Regions from separate parts of the Sus scrofa genome. Here region 2 is linked to region 1. A link is a contact called in public Hi-C data. All regions are on one chromosome and are shown on one strand. The core of a region is the stretch at or near the end of the contact, and the rest is flanking DNA. Distances in the headings are between cores, read along the strand shown. Region 1 has its middle 120 kb from the start of AKR1E2. Region 2 holds the start of KLF6 (Kruppel like factor 6).

Region 1 (3,228 bases), core at 213-2,712:
CAGGGGCTGAGGAGGGGCGGGGGAAGAAGCGTTACTGCTAAAGGGTAGGGAATCAAATTGTTTCTTTACAGTTTGAAAATATTTGAGAAATACATAATGGTGATTGTGAGTACACGGAACACTGCTACAGTGTACACTTTTTAAATGTGAATTTCATGGTATGTTTTAATCTCATTTAAAAAATGTATAAGAAAAGAAGACATAGCCATGAAATGGAGAAACAGACTTTATCACTACACTACACAAATATATATTTAAAAAGAGTACTTAGGGCTGGACATGGGCATATCTGGACATAAACTTTTTTTTTTGCAGTATAAGCACTCAGTTCCCGTATTTTGAGCCATCTTGATTTTGTAACAAAACCTGCAATGATATATATGTATTATATACTATTTTGCAAGGTAGTGATTTAGTAAAGCCAATGGCTCTTTAACAACCCCCAGTTACTTAGTTAGCAGTCATGACATCTCACCGAAAGGCTGTGAGCCTTCATCATAACAGGATTTGACATATTTGGGCGGCTCTTTCTATACTTTTCCTATCGGCTCATTTCAAACTTGCAACACACGAAACACTTTCGGGAAACGAGAACTCTTTTGTTCTCATTTTCTGCATGAGGAGCGCAGAAGACCCGAGCGCCAAAGGGTCATACCCAGGGGGTACTGAATCAATGATGGAGACAGTACCAGTCTCCCGATTCCCACGCTTGAGTTATTACCAAACTCGTGGAAGAGAGAGCCCACACACAGCAAACGTGTGCAGCCATTTACACATTTGGTGAGAACATTTTTTCCTGCTGACTTGGGAAATAAAAGTCAAGGCTGCTCGGCGGTTTCATTGCCGTGAAATCTTCTGTCAGCTTTATTTTTAAAGCCCTCCTTCTCTGAATGGTGTGAAGACCCTTCAGCAAGGTATCCGTTCTACTCGGTGAAACAGCATGCTCCCAGCACCACGTGACTCTAAAAAGATGGTTTTGACTCTGGGTGGTTCACAGATTGAAATGCATGAACACGCAGGCCAGGAATTTTGTGTATAGAGAACACGGAGGCAGATGGCGAAGTCATTGTGAGTAAAAAATAGGTCTGTTTCTCACACCGATTCCTTAACTGAGCCATTTGGGATCAAGGAGGAAACTGAAAACGGCCGGTGACGCCTGGCCCAGGCAGGTGGCACGCCACCCTGCGGTGACAAATAGGACATGGGCAGGGAAATCTCTGCCAGCCTGGAGCTGCGTCTTCAGAGGACTGGCGGCCGTTTCCAGCATCTCCAGTTTGCTCTGTGCCACCCAGACTCCCTTGGCTGTGTCATCGGAATCTCCGACTGGAGGCTGAATGAACGCAGCGTTTGTTTGCTGGTGACGCTGACATCATCCTGGGAGCTGAGAAAGCCACTCCGCCCTCAGTCAGAGGTGGAGGGTCCCTGGAGATCTGTTCTCATGACTCAGGCAGCTGCTCTGCGCACACAGCCTCTGGGGAAAGGCCTAGAAGTGTTTCCCTGCCAGGGCACCCTGCCCCCGCCACTCCTGCGTTGTTCTGATTTGGACCCAAGCAACTTCAACAACAACGGGAACCACATGTGGCCAAGAATTTGCTCTTTCTTCTGAAAATGAGGGTCTTTGGAGAGGCCCATGCAGCTTTCTCAGGCTGGGCTCGCGATTTGCTTTTACAGGGAACAGGATAATTTAGGAAACAAAGATAGAAGTCAGAGACGTAGAGAAGGAAGAAATAAAAGCCAGGCCACTCAGAATGGTGCGTGGGACCATTCATATACTAGTAGTGAAATCATGGGGTTTTTGTGCCTTTTTTTTTTAAGGGCAGCATCCACGGTATATGGAGGTTCCCAGGCTTGGGGTTGAATTGAAGCTGCAGCCACTGGCCTACGCCACAGCCACAGCCATGCCATATCTGAGTCTGCGACCTATACCACAGCTCACAGCAACACCGGATCCTTAACCCACTGAGCAAGGCCAGGGATCAAACCTGCGTCCTCATGGCTGCTAGTCAGATTTGGTCCTGCTGAACCATGATGGGAACTCCTTTTTGTGCCATTCTTAAATAGAAGTCAAATGATTTTATCTAAGCTTTTTCTGAAAAAAAAAAAAAAGACAGTTTGCTTCGGGTTAACTTTTTTTAAAAAAGAATTTATTTGTTTTCAGAGCAGTTTTAGGTTCACAGAAAAATTGAGGGGAGGGCACAGAGATTTCCCATACCCCCTCTGCACCCCCCACAGCCTCCCCACCATCAGCATCCCCACCACCAACATCCCCACCGTCAGCATCCCCACCATCAGCATCCCCACCCTCAGCATCCCCACCGTCAGCATCCCCACCGTCAGCATCCCCACATCAGCATCCCCACCACCAGCATCCCCACCATCAGCATCCCCACCATCAACATCCCCACCATCAGCATCCCCACCATCAGCATCCCCACCATCAGCATCCCCACATCAGCATCCCCACCATCAGTATCCCCACCATCAGCATCCCCACCGTCAGCATCCCCACCACCAGCATCCCCACCATCAGCAGCCCCACCATCAGCATCCCCACCATCAGCATCCCCACCATCAGCAGCCCCACCATCAGCATCTCCGCCATCAGCATCCCAACCGTCAGCATCCTCACATCAGCATCCCCACCATCAACGTCCCCACCATCAATATCTCCATAGATGGTACATCTGTTACAGCTGATGAACCTACAATGATGCATCATAATTATGCCAAGTTCATAGTTTACATTAGGGTTCACTCTTGGTGTTGTATCATCTGTGGGTTTGGACAGATGCATAATGACACCATTACAGTGTCATACATAGAAGTTCCTTTGCCCTAAAAATCCTCTGTTCTCCTCCTTTTCCTCCTTCCTCCACCCCTTAGCAATTCCTAATCCTTTTACTGTCTCCAAAGTTTTGCCTTTTCCAGAATGTCATAGAGTTGGGATAAAACATAAGCAGCCTTTTCAGATTGGCTTCTCAGGTTATCCTTTTGAAATTTTCAGTTCCTCAAACTCTTATTTTTTTTTTTTTTTTCTTTTTAGGGCCGCACCTGAGGCATATGGAGGTTCCCAGGCTAGGGGGTAAATCAGAGCTATAGCTGCTGGCCTACACCGCAGCTACACCAACACCAGAGCCGAGCCTCATCTGTGACCTACACCACAGCTCACGGCAACACTAGATCCTTAACTTACTGAGAGAGGCCAGGGACAGAATCTGAAACCTCACG
Region 2 (3,283 bases), core at 729-3,228, 680 kb after region 1:
CCCTAAATAGGACCAGCTGCTGGTCACCAGGAGGTGGGCTCAACCTGAAGATGGTTCAAGGCAAAGCCATTCCTTCCCATTCCTGGAAACTGGACTCAAGGCCCACATCTTCCCCAAGGAGGGCCAGTCACGTGCTTTGTTTCAGGAGGTAAAAGAAGACGGAACACATGCCAACAATCACTTTAATCATTCATTATGAGTCATCCTCATAGGCTCTTTAATACAATAGATACACTACGATAATTACCTTTCCTTTGGACTGACAAAAGTCCCACCTAGAATCTTTTAGGCTCATATTCCTTGTACACTCGAGTCTGCTAAACTCTAACATACAAAATCCTCTCAAAATTCTTAAACAGACTTCATTTTTTTTTAAACTTCAAAAGCATGTTCATTAAACTCTATTTTGAAATAAAAGTGAAGGTAGTAGCTGTAATTCAATTTTCTATTTCAAGTTTTAAAAGGCACATTCTACATGTTCTTGGTATTTTTTTCTTGAAATGATCATGGGATATTTCAGTAGATAATTTACATATATTAAAAAAAAAAAACCCACCTTGAATGTCAGCTTCAACCTAATTTAAACTGTTTACACGCTAAGGAAAAGTCTAGTCGTTAACCTTGGTGAGAGTCCTGGAACCTTCTTGAAATGAGGACTGCCCTGTGGTGACAAGTAAAAGGACACTTTCCAGACCCCAATTCCCACATTTTAGATTCACCTGGGAAGCGTGTTCCAAACACAGTGGCTAGGACAGCCCCTACCCCCAGCTCCGATTCTGCAGGTCTGGGGCCAAACTCCGGAAAGTGCATTTCTGAAATGTGGGCAACTGGTACCATGCTGTTCTGAGAGCAGTTAAGGCACCCTCATTTTTTGCCCCCTTCATAAGGGGCCCAAATTTTTAAAAGAAAAATGTGGTCTCATAGAATCAAAACAAGCAGGTCCAACGTGGGTCTCCCCAGCCATTCTGATCCTTTCCCTGCAGGTTCCGCAGGCATCTGGGGGCACAGGTGGGTCCCCCAAGTGTGTGTCCTTTCCACGGGAAGGGGGCGGAAGGAGGGAGCTCAGAGGCACGCACCACAGCGGCTCTGGAGCATCTCAGGCCCCTCCCTGCCCACCTTCCTGCCCCGCCACCCCCCCACACACACCTGTGGGGATGCTCTGTCCACCACACCTGGGTCGCAGGGGCCAACTTAGGACTGCGGGGTATGGAGCAGGTACAGAAGGGGACTGATGGGGAGGGGTGACAGGAGACAAGGGCGGGGAAGAGGGGGAAGAAAGAAGGGGACGGAAGACGGGGATACAGGGAGGACCGAGAGGGAGGAAGGGACGGCGGGGGCCAGAGAAGGGCAGGTCGGCCCGAGGCTGGAGGGGAGGGGCGGAGGGACCCCGTCTGGCTCCCCTCAGCCCCGCGGCGGCGCACTGAGCCGCTGAGCCGGGGGCAGGGGACAGGGCCCGGATGACCGGCGTGAGGAACGCGCGGGCCCGGGCTGCGGGGACCAACCCGGGTGATGGGGACGAAGACTGGGACCAGGACGACGGGGGTGCGGGGACCGGGGACGGGACGGAAGGGACACCCGGCTCCCTCGGCCCGGCAGCGGCGCACTCAGCCGCTCGGCCGCGCACCTCCCAGCACCGACTCCTCCGGCGCGCGGCGGCCCGCGCCTTATATACCCTGCTAAAAATAGCCTGCGAAGCCGCTTTCCAATCAGAGCCGGCCGAAGTTCGAATTCAGCCAATGGCGAGGGCTGTGATGGAGAGGCTCGGTCACGCCAGGCGGGGCCGCTGTGAGCCGCCGCCCGCCATTGGCCGAAGCTGACATCATCTTCGCGCAGCCCCCGGGCCAGGCGCGGCGTGATTGGGCGGTGCGATGGGCGGGCGAGGGCGAGTCACGTGGGGAGGGGAGGAGGGGGCTGGGCGGGGAGGAGGGGAGGCTGGCAGAGGAGCTTTGAATAGGGAAGTTTTGCAGGGGTTACGTTTGCAGTCAGTCCGGTGTTTGCAAATATTGTGTGGGCTCGAGAGTGCGTCTCCGGGCTCCGGCAGGATCCGAACCCGCGGCGCCTAATTGCTGCGCACTGAGTTTGCATGAACTTCCCCGGCGCTGCAGGCACGACTGCTGCGCTCCCGACTCCAGACCGCACACCTCCCTGTTTTTACAACAGCAGTGACTGTCTTTTCCAACCCGACATGGATGTGCTCCCAATGTGCAGCATCTTCCAGGAACTCCAGATTGTGCACGAGACTGGTTACTTCTCGGCGCTGCCCTCCCTGGAGGAATATTGGCAACAGGTAAATAGGAATTTTCGTGGGCCAGGTGCCCCGGTGTGCCGAGGAGGGAGTGCATGCACGCACCGACAGGACGGTGTGTGGTTGGAGGTGCATTTCTTCTTCTTCTTTTTTTTTTTTTTTTTTTTTTTTTAGTGGTTTGGGCAAATTTTTTTAAATTAAAATAATTAGTCCTAAAACGTACTTCTCCTGCCTCCGGTGAGGAAGGCACTTTAAAGAGGCCTTTACGGCGTGGAGCGGAGTTGACATTTGAGTGGGGCGCAGCAGCGCTTGGTCACTCCGAGTGTTTTTGCCCGTTTCTGGGGCTTATGAACTACCAGCTCCGGAGGGCAGACCCAGCTCCGCGGCCTGATCCCGGCCCCAGCCCTTGGCAGAAGTTTGGTGCTTGTACCAGCTCCAGACTCCACAGCTGGATCTGGTCATATGAACTTGCATGGACTGCCAAGGGTGTTGTTGTTGTTGTTGTTGTTTTTAAGGGATTTTGTTTTTGTTTTGCTTTTTGGTGTTTGTATGTAGAGGTGGTTTTTTGGTTTTGTTTTGGGTTTTGTTTTGTTTTGGTTTTTTTTTTAATTAAGAATTAAACCAGCAGAACATCCGCCAGCTCCTTTTCTCTAGCAGGCCATTTTCAATTTCTTAACCTTCTTTGGAATCCTTACGATTTGCCTCCATCTGCCTTGTTTTTCTTACCTGTTTCTTTCTTTGACCAGAGAAAGAAAAAAAAAAAGAAAGAAAGAAAGAAAAAAAAAACAGTGTTTGCACAAACAGTGACTTATCAGTCATATGACAATGAGCCGGTCCGTATTGCTTCAAGTCTGAGTTTGGGAAGAAGAGCCTGTTTCCGGCATTTTTTAGTGGGTCTGGAATTTGGGGCATTGGACATTTGAGAAACTTAATTTTTCCCCTTCTGATTCATTGGGATTGCCTGGAGGGAGGGAGATTCTGACACTTGTCCCATTGTCTTTAAAGGGTGGAAGGAGGTTTGGGGTTGTCTCTACCCTA

Evidence for each region. Hi-C and Micro-C count contacts between places; a contact is called where the count stands out from the background.
Region 2: a Hi-C map of skeletal muscle shows a contact between it and region 1, with 4 times the contacts expected there. The contact joins the promoter of KLF6 here to the enhancer-like site in region 1. A contact is called at or near these places in 1 of 5 promoter capture datasets (liver), 15 of 47 Hi-C or Micro-C datasets (brain, embryonic fibroblasts, fetal heart ventricle and 11 more) and 2 of 2 datasets of contacts at active chromatin or transcription factors (alveolar macrophages and skeletal muscle).

The regions. Positions count from the first base shown.
Region 1 is chr10:65,809,574-65,812,801 of Sscrofa11.1, forward strand. No RefSeq gene overlaps it. Among named protein-coding and RNA genes, the nearest start is that of AKR1E2, 120 kb to the left of the region's middle. Within about 2 kb of position 1,463, at least 16 of the 83 cell types and tissues checked have an H3K27ac peak or open chromatin away from gene starts, as enhancers often do. A contact at or near this core is called in retroperitoneal adipose tissue, skeletal muscle and subcutaneous adipose tissue, where this site is marked.
Region 2 is chr10:66,486,467-66,489,749 of Sscrofa11.1, forward strand. It overlaps KLF6 (Kruppel like factor 6), which reads left to right and starts at 1,979. Exons shown (of 5, transcript NM_001134353.2): 1 at 1,979-2,287. The coding sequence starts at 2,186.